Linked DNA regions of Gossypium hirsutum: region 1 is linked to region 2. The links are chromatin contacts, called in public Hi-C maps. All regions are on one chromosome and are shown on one strand. Each heading gives the region's core, a stretch centred on a gene start, on an enhancer-like site or on the middle of the called end of the contact. The rest is flanking DNA. Distances are from core to core; before and after follow the strand shown. Region 1 holds the start of LOC107905234 (RNA-binding protein 2). Region 2 holds the start of LOC121229051 (proteasome subunit beta type-3-A).

What was found. A called contact is a pair of places that touch in the nucleus more often than the background predicts.
Region 1: a contact with region 2 is called in a Hi-C map of leaf, with 2.0 times the contacts expected there. The contact joins the promoter of LOC107905234 here to the promoter of LOC121229051 in region 2. A contact is called at or near these places in 2 of 34 Hi-C or Micro-C datasets (both in leaf).

The regions. Positions count from the first base shown.
Region 1 is chrA05:30,988,541-30,994,839 of Gossypium_hirsutum_v2.1, forward strand. It overlaps LOC107905234 (RNA-binding protein 2), which reads left to right and starts at 1,779. Exons shown (of 8, transcript XR_005926486.1): 1 at 1,779-2,130; 2 at 4,589-4,720; 3 at 4,846-5,106; 4 at 5,227-5,288; 5 at 5,425-5,506; 6 at 6,208-6,299.
Region 2 is chrA05:30,814,661-30,820,908 of Gossypium_hirsutum_v2.1, forward strand. LOC121229051 (proteasome subunit beta type-3-A) reads right to left here and starts at 3,132. Exons shown (of 8, transcript XR_005926484.1): 1 at 2,930-3,132; 2 at 2,655-2,836; 3 at 2,453-2,560; 4 at 1,553-1,642; 5 at 130-214.

The DNA.
Region 1 (6,299 bases), core at 529-3,028, 170 kb after region 2:
AAAGATGGCACTAGAGGTGTTCTCTAGTGCCCAACTCTCTAAAGGACTCAATGACACAATTATTGTTCTCATTCCTAAAACAAAAAATGCAACCTTTATCAACAAATTCTAATCAACCGATTTATGCAATATGACTTACAAAATCATCTCTATAGTTATAGTTGCTAGGATGCGACCAATTCTTCAAAAACTCATATTTCCATACTAGGCCAACTTTCATATTGGGAGGACAAACTTTGGATAATGCCATTATTGTCCAAGAAGATACGTACTCTCTAAAGTGTTTAAAAGGAAAGATTGGCTCTACAAACTTTAAACTCGACCTAGAAAATGTTTATGACAAGTTGGAATAGAGTTTTATTAAGAGAGTTTTGAGTTACTTTTAACTTTCTCAAGTAATGGATTGATCTCATCATGCGTTGTATCTCTTTGACTCTACTACTGTCATTCTCAATGGCTCTAAGTTAAAGAACTTCCAACCATCTAAAGGAATAAGATAAGAGGTATAAAACTAGTTTTGGAGGTCGCACATGATTATACTCTCAAAGATAAAAAGTTCAAATACAATTTCAAAGCAATGTTGGATAGGGTTGATTTGTGTGATGAAAGAATTCAATTCTTTTTTATGGTTATAAACTTATTATCTTTCGATAGGATTGAGCAAGAAAAACAAAAGAAATCAAAAATTGATCTAAACTGAGGTGTTTGAACGATTTTTTGAAATACACATTAAAAATTACGATTATCCAAACCGATTTTTATTTTTATTTAATTTATAAATAATTTAAAATATTTATGATGTAAAAATAAATCTTTTATATTTAAAATAATAAAAATAAAGAATTCTATATAAAAACTTATTTTTTCAAAAATACACTAATGGTATTGATTTTTTATTTAATTTAAAAATTATTTTTAAGAATATTTATGAAAATTTATTTGAAACTTTACCAAATAATATAAAAAAATCATACAACAAAACCTATCTTATAAAAAATAAGTCTAAGACCCCAAAACCCTAAATTAGTATGAAAAATCAAACAAAATTATCACTTAGGGTTTTAAAAAATCCAAAAAAGTTTCTAATCAAACTTAATTGATCTCGCATTTAATTTTGGATATCATATTTTTGTACAAACTTTTTCATTTGTTAGGCAAGCCTTTGAGCTTAGATGGATAATCCAACCATTAAACAAGTTTACTATTTATATAATAATTTGAATTTAATTATAAAAATATATAAATACTAATCTAAGAGTAATATTTTAATATTATCCGCCAACACTAGTTAATACATTTTAAATCCCGCTTGACCCACTTTATAAAAAAATAAAAATAAAATGTGCTTAAAGTTGATGTACTTTTTATATATTTGAAAATTAGTCTTTTTATTTTTATTTTTTAGGAATTTGGTCTTTCTACTTTTCAGATTTAAAAATAAAAGTCAGATTGTTAACATCATTAAAATTCTTTTGTTAAATTCAAGTTTATTATAGTTTTTTTTTGTTGTTGTTGCATAATTACTAAATGAGTATTTCTTTATTTCTAAATGCCACGCTAATGAATTTAATAAAAGAATTTTAACAATGTTAAAAATTAGACTTGAATTTTGAAATCTGAAAAGTATAGGGACTAAATTTTTAGAAATAAAAGTCGAGGGACTAAACATCAAAGGTAGAAAAGAACAAGGACTTGGAGCATATTTTACCAAAAGGAGCCTACTTGACCCATGATCCGTTCTAGTGGTGATCCATCCGGAAAGATTTATGAAGGGTACTGCACCGAAAACTTCCGAACGTATATACTGACTTGCTAGTCGTCTGAGTTAGGAAATCTTTTCACTGGTTACCAGAAACTGAGCAGGAAATCCGATTTGCAAAAAAAGAAAAAAATGAAAGGAATAGAAGTAGATTATATTTATAGCTAGAGTTAGGGTTTCCTTGATTCTGGGTTTTCCACTTTTTTCCTCCTTTTGTAAAGGGAAATTTAGAAAAATTAAATTATTTTAATTGTTTTTTTGTAAAGGAATTTAGAAAGAGTAAATGGCAGATGGTTACTGGAATCGGCGACAGCCAAATCCTCCGATGCTCTCTTCTGGTGGGATGCTTAAACGACCACGTACTGATTACGGTAAACTTCTTTTTTTGCCGCTATAAATCCTTTTTCTGTTGCCATTTTGTTTGTTTAGTTTTCCAAAATTTTGTTTATTTCTGTTTTAGCTTTAGCTGCTTTTGAGATTAGTTTAGAAAAAAAAAAGTGGAAAATTTTCGGTTATATTGGTTGAATTATGTTCGAACTTAGTATTGGAGTTCGATGTTAGGTTTCTTTTTGTTGAATTAGATACATTTATATCTAAGCACGAATCAAAATTGATATTTTTTTAACAATGAAAAATGGATGCCCATGTTACTCGGAGTCACGGGTTGAGTGTTTCTTAGTATGCATCTAAAATCAGTATGCTTATTATTATTTTTTAAGCTTTTCCATATATTTGGGGGATCAAACCCTAAAATACTCTTCCTGTACTCATTAGGCATCTTATTACATTATCAAATCTTGCTAAACAAGTTAGTCAACCACGACCTCATTGAGGCGTTTTCAAACTTTGATAGGAATTGGATATTGGCCTATCACCATTTCAGTTTTCGTCTGGGGCAAGTTCTTGTTAAACAAGTTCCTCAACCACCCAATCCCAACCTCATAGAGGCATTTCCAAACTCTGATAGGAATTGCATTTAGACTGATCATGATTCCAATCTTCATCCAGTGCAAGGTGTTTCTGATCTCAAGGTTCAAAGATCTTATTTTACCCTTAAAGTCACATTTTAGGTCATCTAGTGGTATATTTTGATAACCCACGTCTTGAGAGTAAATATAATTGAAGGCTTATGAAATATTTCCATCTCTCGATAATCTTATCATCCTCCACCAAGACCATATGGTTGTTATCCTTAATAGACATACCGGTTCCCAAGTATCTAGTCTTCTTCTCCCTCATCTGAGGAAAGCCTATAGATACAGTTCCCTCCATCTTATGGGTCCAATTTATCAAAAAATACTTTTATATCTCTCACTCTAGCATCCTTTACAGCCTTCTTGATCTCCTTTCTTTTCTAGCTTGTATTTCTGAAAGTTTTTTTTATCCCTACAATTTCTTAACTTTGTATAGTCAGATCATTTGTCCTTAATAACTACCTTTACTTCCGCACTCCACCATGATGGTTCTTACGTTGTGATATCATGCCCATAGATTCACCAAGTTCCTATTTAGCTACCAGCTACCAGTGTGATACAATCAGTCATCTTATTCCACATCATAATAGGGTTGACTTTATCTTCCCATTTAGCCTCCTTGGTTAATCTAGCCACCAAAGATGATTGTGCATTCCCTTCCAAAATCCTCCATATCCTGGGTTTAGGACACGTCTCAATTGCTTATATGTCTTTCTAAAATAAAACTTAAAACTGGAAGTTGATGTTGCATAGCTATACTCTCCTCCAGTATCACCTTACAGTCTATGTAACAACTCTATACATCAGTAAGAAAAATAAAGTCTATTTGACTAGCATTCTTTCCACCGAGGTGATTAGATGGGAATCTCTTTTCCTGAGTAAAGTGTTTGCTAAAACCAAGTCTTTAAGATTAAAAAAACCTAGGATGATACTTCCTCTTTGCTTCTATCCCAAAATTGTACCTGCCATGCACACTCTCAAACCCCTAAGACTTGCCCATGCATGTCCGTTGAAGATGTTCCAATGAAAATCTTTTCTTCTACGGATCAGCCTTGCACCACTTCATCAAAGTCCTCCCAAAATTGCCACTTAATAGCATTCTCTAGTCAGTTTGTGGTGCATAAGTATCAGTAATGTTTAAAGCATTGGCTTTTACTTTTGAGTTTTATGAGAAATGTCTCATTGTCCGTCCTTATAATTTCAACAACCAACTGATGGTCTTAAACTATACCTACTCCACTTCTAGTTACTATATCTACCCAAATGATATAATTTGTGACCCCACTCACCATTAGATTTAACTTTCTTATCTATCTGTTTAGTCTCTTGAAGGCAAAAATGTGGATATTCCTTGTAATCCTCTGCTAGCTCTACATAATTACATGTAAGAGACCTTGTGTTCCAAGATATTAAACCTATGCTAAAGTCTGGCCTTTCTTTAATCCTATCTGTCCCTTATCTTGGGGGGAATGGATCTTTTACTCAATTGACACCATATCCAGTTGTTGATGTGGCACGTTGCTTAGGGGCAACAGCCTAAAACCCCATGCCCATTTAGCATTGCTCCTGGCCACAAAGAAGCTGCACATTGCTTAGTAGTGAATGCCCCAATGTTAATTCTCTTATCTTGGTTCATGTCAAAAGATGTGATGGGATTTCCTGCTGGCTATCACAGGTGCCCTGCAGCCCTCCTTCATTTGAGTGAGCCTGAGACCAGCAGTGCAAGCACAAGTGAAATTCCATTTTGTTTGTAATCAATTTAAGAAAATGCTTGTTTCACTTTGCATGTTTTGTGAAAGATATTATCTGCTTTAGGAAAGAGTTGCATATAAATATTCAATTTTCAACTTAACAGATGCTCCGCCCTTTGGACCACGTTCAGCCCTTGAGATGCCTAGTTATTTGGCAAGAGATGATGATCATGGTGGACATCTGTCTGTGAGGGATACAAACTCTATTGGATCAGCATATGATCGTTATCTCCAGAGTGCAGTACCTTCTTCGACTTTTACTCATGCTTATTTATACTTCACCTTGCATCTCCATTGTTGTTTTCTAAAGCATTCATTAAATTGCTTTTGAAGAAACTTTCTTCTTTTACTTCTGGAGAAGCTAGTGCATTTGGTGGGTCAGGAAGGGCTGTTGGTGGTGCAATGCCTGTTCATCCAATAGCTGATCCTCCCCTGATGGGTCTTCTTGGATCTGCTGCTCCAGATCTGTCACCAAATGGTCATAATATCGGTTATAGTGGTCAACATCCAGTGGATGCAATTGCAAGGCCAGGGCGAGATACTGTTCCTCTCCCTCCTGATGCTTCCAATACTCTATATGTTGAGGGATTTCCTCCTGACAGCACAAGGAGGGAAGTAGCTCGTATCCTATGTAATTTAGTGCTTGATAAGATATGTTGATATATTCTTTTTATGATACGGTATTTTTACTTTAGTGTATTGCTTCCAACTGTTGGTTCACATTCCTTGATTGAGATTATAGATATCTTTCGCCCTTTTGTTGGATATAAAGAAGTACGGTTAGTGAGCAAAGAACCCCGACAGGTAAGTGGACTAGGCATTGCCAAAACTTAATTTGTCTCCTTTAGCATGATTTCCTTTGTTGTTTTCTTTACATATGAAATTGTCATGAGTGAGCGTGCTGCTTTGAATGCTGAAACCTGGTGCATTGGTAATGCAGCGTGGTGGAGATCATATTCTCCTTTGTTTTGTTGATTTTTCAAGTCCTGCCTGTGCAGCAACTGCAATGAGTGCCTTGCAAGGTGATCTCTTCGTCCATTGTTTTTGACATTTATAGAAGGTAGCTTATCATTGGATGATGATATGAAAAGATAATAGGAAACCATAGTGAACACTCTAGAACGATATTGGTGCACTTGAGCATTTGACTTAAGTGGTAAGTTTCTGTATCCACTGTTAAAATAGTAACGCCCGAATCTCCCCTTCCTCGAAATTATAAAAAAAAAAAAAGGATATCTATAGCTTTTTATGCTATGATTTTTCTCTATGTCATAGGTTTGCCCATCATCCACTCAATGCACATATCTATATTCTATAGAATATATAATTCTTTTGACCAAGTTTGGTATCACAAGTTAAATGAGACTATCTCAGTTATTGGACTTGCATAAAAATCAAATAAAGTAACAATAATAACTATATGATTAAAGATATATATGTCATTTTACTTCTCTATGTTTCAATAAAAAAACCTCCATATATTAATCACCTAACTAGAGGCATCCAAGAACCAGACTTTGTTTGGGCTTGGATAGTAATAAGGTTTGATTGTTCAAGAGTCAAGACCCAGTTTGAATCTGGTCAAGCCTAGCGACCTACCTAGCCTTTGACCAGGTCTACATGTACTTTTTTTTCCCCCTAAGTATCTACATTTGACCAAATTTTAGTCTTTGTTATTTGTTAGTGCTTTTGATAGTTTTGTGATTATTGTTGTATTCTGCAGGTTATAAAATGGATGAACATGACCCAGATTCTAACTACTTGAGGCTGCAATTTTCTCGGTACCCTGGCCCAAGGTCAGGTCCTGGAACTCGT
Region 2 (6,248 bases), core at 1,882-4,381:
GAAAGCACCGTGTCTAAGCTTTTAGGTTACATGCACAAAAGGAACGGATTTTATGCTTCTTAAAAAGGATTCAAATCGACTGTGATTGTTTTTTGATTTGAGCATAGTAAAATAAATGAAATGACCAACCATGTCCTCCTTGAACATTGACTCACAGGCACCGTAAAGAGACTCAGAGGCAGTGCCAGCCACAACAAAATCTTTTGCAAGCTCCCTGCATTTAGAAGATAGCAAACATAACAACTGAAATATGAAAAATAATTCAACCCACATGATTCAAAACAATCTTGCCAGTCAATAATCCAACTCATTGGTGCCAAAATAAACATTAAATCAAAGCGAGTTAATTACATGATAAAGCTCATATGGCTACGCTAACATGCATGTATAAATCAAATCTCACAGAGAGATGACAAGAGATGACACATGACAAATTATCCTATGATCATCCAGAAATCCCTTAGATTTTGAATAATAATGTCGGAGGTTGTCCTTTTAAAATTTAATGCATCAAAAGGAAATTGCAAAGATTGATCTTAATGCTATGCATGTCCTAAACTTAATACTATGAAATAACTCAGATAATTCTTCTGCTTGGTAAGTTATTGGAATTAAGTAATGGTAGCTGCACCTGTCCAATTTGGAAATTGGAAGTAACCAATTTGAAAGTTAGAAAAGAGAAGAGGGTAATAGCTATCTACAAACGTATGGTTGTCTGAATCAAAACCCTGTTGCTATTCCATTTTAAAGTGCCACTGACTACAAACTTCTTTAGATTTTCTTTTAATGCAATCAGTATGGATATATACATTTCAGGTTTCCTTGAAAAGTGAAAAGCAAAGAAACATGAAGAATATTTTTAAATTTAAGCTTTATTTGTCTTGAAAGCATTAACATCAACACACACACACACACAAGTTTTATAGAAGAAAATTAATTATATAGAGGTGGTGGCTAGGGGAAGGTTTTTCCCAGTTTATCATGTGTGGCAGGAGAAGGCAAGTAAAGAATGTGTATAGGTTTTGCCCTTATTTTGTTAACAAGCTGCAATTATGATTGAGACCCCACACCCCTAGTTTGCCAGGCATCAAGGATCATTTGTAATGAGTTGTATACAACAGAGTTGGAAGAATAATGGGAGTCTTTTATTGATCGGTTTCAGAGTTACGGGTTTTGAGCAATAGAAGATTTTTTTACTAAAAAGTGCTCAGATTTCTGCTTCAGGGATAATAGGGGTGTTTTTTTATTTATTAAACAGTGTTCAAATTTATGATTTTCTCTTTTAGATGTCACAGGCCACCTGGCAATCTGTTATCATGGAGTAAAAGTTCTTCTTTCTTTGACTTCTGATTAAGATATTAAATAAAGTTTTCATTTCCATAGAGGAACTTTCAACAGCAAAGCTTGTCTCTACCGAAGGAAAGTTGCAAGCAGTTATTTTACAAGACAAAGTCTCATGTTCGTTAAATACTACAGGTAAAACAAATATGAATGTTCCAAGCGACTAAGACAACTTTATTTAAAAAATTACAAGGGAATGAAATCAACTTACTTTGCTCCAATGGAATCCATGGTGCAAATGAAAGGCTTGTCTTCATCTCCCAATCCAGCAATTACTGGTTGGCAAAAGTATGGACCAAACCTATGGGGAAAAATGTCATAAAACTTATCTCTTGCACGCATAAAAAGGACACCCTTTTCAATTGCAATTCCTACTTCAAATCTAACACTTCCAACTTATTCCTTTCAAGGTTGACATACCATAAAGTAAGGGCTTGAAATTGTTAGGAAAAGATGAAATCCATCTTTTAGATTTCAAGGCTAGAAAAGAAATTATGAAAAGAGAAAGTCAATATTATCTTTGATGCTCATTGCTCAGTTTCTTCTCAAAAGCTAAGTAGGTTATTTCCCTTCAAGGACATATGTAAGGTTTTTCACATGACATGTGCTCCATAAACTTTTCCTCCCCTGAGCTCCATTTCTTTTAAAAGAAATACGTTTACTTTTAGCCATTTAACTAGTATTATTCAAAAGCGTTGTTGCTCCAACTCTTTAATTTTTTTGAAGCACTCATGTCTAACACTCAAGTCCAACATATATCCAGATGAGTACGGGATATGATCCTCCAATACATGGAAAAACTAAGAAAAAAAATTAAACATACATATGCTGAACACATATCTAGACGCGAGACTTAAAGCCAGTCTTAGTAACACAATTCGAAAGTACTATACATAAAAAACAGATATAATTTACCATTTCTCAACTACTCTTATCTTATAGACCCATTATCCTTAAGAAATCAATCCTCTCCTAGTATTTTTTCTAATTAATTTGAATGTCCAACTAATCAAGAGTTAATATTTTGCAGTATAAAGCAAAACTAAAGCTACACATTTCTTCCATCAATTGAACAAAGCCAAAGATAAGTAAGTGAGGATTTTAAACAAACCTTTTCTCGTAAAGAAGAGCAGAAACAAGGTTAGCAAAAGTTTCAGGTTTCATGTCCCTCTCTTCTCTTAGCTGATACAACTTATGCCGAAAGACAAGCCTTTGATACCTTGAATTTAAAAAAAAAAACAAAGAAGATAATTATTTATTAAGTGAAAAACCAAAATCATAAAAGGCAACAAATAAGGGGAAAAAAAGGGTACAATGTTTGAGCATCGGTGGCAAGGCCAGAGAGACCGAGAAAGACACGATCGTGGATTTTAGAAATCCTTTGGAAATCAGTGGCGATTGTTTGGAGTTGAACTCCGAGTCTACGATCGCTAGCGATGGCCAAGCAGTTCTTGCCTACCATGGATACCAGAGCGCTCCCATTGTACTCGAAGATCTGCATCATCATCGACCAAAAAAGAAAGAAACTCTGTTATTAAGCTTCGAAGAATTAGGGTTAAAAAATAAAAAATAAAAGCGACATACCGACATTGGAAATTTTAGGGTTTTCGGTGTTGAATGCACAAGAAACTGATTTGATTTTAATAAATTGAGATTTTAAATGACGAAGAAGAAAGAACCGAAGAAGAAGAGTGTAGGATGGATTGGAGGACAGTCCGCTATTCTCAAAGCTCCAAGTTTTGACCCGGTATGTCCGGTTAGGATTCAGTTGAGTTGTTCATGGCCGGGTCCGTTCCGGTCCGATTTGACGGGTCTATATATAATATTAGGGTAAATTATAACTAAACTCACTAAATTATTAGTAAATTTATATTTTGGTCATTTAACTTGAGAAGTTACAAAATAGTCATTAAGGTATTTGAAAGTTTTTATTAAGTCACTAAACTATTTGAAAGTTTTTCTTTAAGTCACTAAACTATTCGAAAGTTTTTTTAAAGTCACTAGACGATTAAGTTTTTTTTTTAAGTTCGATTAATTAGCTCTAAGCGACTATTCAACAATCGGTACAGTAGATCAGCATTCATCAATAAGTAGAAGAACATAGCTCCAAGTGACTAGTCGACAATTAGTACAGTAGATCAGTTTTCATCGAAAAGAAGAAGAACATACTTTAGATTCAAGTTGATCTGACGGTCAATGATGAAGATTGAAAAATAAAATTGTTTGGACTTTGGTTTGCTTATTTGTGATGTTCAAAGCTATGTCATAATAAAAAAAATGAATTGTAGAAGAGAATGAGAATAAGAACTTTCGATTAGTGCAAACAGTGAGAATAAAGAAGGTCATACAATAGTGATTTTAACAGTTCAGTGACTTAAATGAAAATTTTTTAATAGCTCAATGGTTATTTTGTATTTTTTTTGAAATTTAATGACCAAAATATAAACTTACTAATACTTTAACCTTGAGTGGAGTTTACACGTAATATCAATACCCTTTATATTTGTCCAAGTTACCTAAAATTTTACTACTTTTACTCATATTTGTAAATGATTAACCAACACTGATTTTAAAATCCTCTGTGTTATCTTTTAAAATATAATTTTTAATTTAATATTTTAGATGGTTCTTCTTTTATTAAAATTTTAAATTTAGACAACTTGATAAATTTTCTAATTTTTATATAATATTCTATTTAATTTTATGTGATATAAATTATATCAAATATAAAAACAAAATAAAAATATAAAAGAATAAAACATGTCGGTTAAACCCAGTCCTTAAATCTGAAGTCCAGACTCAATTCATATTTTAAATAGGTCTAACTTTTTTTAAGTCTATTATTTTGATTTCGTACTTTTGTCTAAAACCTCTCTATTTTGTCCATATTCAGCTCATAAACAAATCTAGAATTTAGTTGATTTGATTGGATCTTATATATCAATGCTTGAATAAATCCAACATAATTTAAACTTAGTTAAATTAATTTAACCAAAATTTAGTTTTTCTCTAGGGTTGTATTGAATTTTTTTTTTAAATTTCAGGTCTTTTAAAGATTTGTTTATAAAATTAATAATAAAATTGGGTCCATGTATTTAATTTTATATTTACGTAATTAATGGGATAATTTAATTAGTTTGGTTGTTTATTTTTAAAAAATTGGAATTTTTTATTGAAAAAATTAATTGGATTGTTTTCTATTCAACTATTTAATTTTGTATTTTGATTTAACTAATTAATTGGGTTGAGATTTTCTATATTCAAGTAATATAAAGGTAATTGAGTAATTAATTTGATTGGTTTTATTGGTATCAATCAGCAATCTCAATAGCAATATCAAAGCCCAAAAAAAATGTTAAAAGATTAAAATGATGTCAAAGTTGTCGTAGGAATAATGTCAATTTTATATATAAACGGAGCATGAATTTAATGTAATTATATGCATTAAATTTGAATTTTGATTTATATGCGATGTAATTATGTATATTAAATTTAAATTATTATTTATATATATGCATAAAATTTTGATTTTAAATTTTATTTAATTATACTTATTTAAATAAATAAAAAGGTACATTTATTTTCATATTGAATTAATATAATTATTTGTGTATTAAATATATCAACATAAAATTGTACTAATTTGATAATGTTATCAGTAATTTATAAAAATTGAATCAAATCAAAATTTTTTATATGAAATCGTACAAAATTAAAATTCATGTATAACATTATATATTAGATCAAAATTAAATTTTAATATTTAAATTCCTTACTTTTTTTGAACAAATACAAAATTCATTTCATTTCGTAAAAAAAAAAAAGAAAAAAGAAAAAGAAAAGGTTCAAATCTGAACCACTAGAACATCTTAGCGGAAAATAGGAGGAAAGTAGACAACAAAACATCACCAAAGGCTAAAAGACGAGTATCCATTAATCCTTTTGGAAATGAGATTGAGATGCAAAGAGGAAATCAAATCATACGGAGAGAAAATGAACCATTTATATAGAGGAGACGTATAAATACGTATGATCCCATATACCATATTGGTCTCCCAATTTCATTAAGTAATGGCCCCGAAAAGCATTTGGTGAAGATATGATTAAGTACATGTACAAAAAGCCGAAATATCAAGGGACTCAGTAGAAACAAAGCCCTGACGTACTTAGAAAATCAAGTCCCATGAGACTAGAGGCCACATCCTTCCATGTCAAAAGACAGAAAGGATTATTATTGCGACCATACCTTATCCTACTTAAAAAATGTTCAGAATCTAGCATACAAAAACAAAGCCCAAGAGAGAAGCGGGATCGGTGACCAACGTCCAACGGCCAAACAAGTGATCACCCTAACAACAACTAAAAAACTACAGAAACTAAAATAACAAAACTTGCTCGAGATCTCCTATCGGAGATTCAAGTAGGTCACTGATAATGTAGAAATGGTTAAGGGGGTGGCCCACTGGAGGTGTTACCAACATTGAAATGCAGCAATGTGGGACCATCTATGCAAAGTTAATTATTGATCTCTCTCCTACCTTAAAGAAGCATGGAGAAGAAAGATGGCGGTGGGTTGCGGGAAGGGGGCAGCTCTTACCCAAAACTAAGCCGGCTGATAAAATGGAAGCAATGCATGGGACCAAAACAAGCTAGCCAAATATACAGAGATAGAGAGGAGAGAGAGATCTATCTAACGCCTAACACCATGGTCAAGGAAACCAACGGAGTTGGCCGCTATAGGCTAATTAATTATAATTTAATGATTCCTAATTTTTTAATTCTATGCACATATATATATATAAATAAAATCATAAATACTCAAGAAGATATTTATTTAAAATCATAAATAAACAAATATAAATCTTTAAAATAAAACTGTAAGTAATTTAATAAAATATATTATTTAG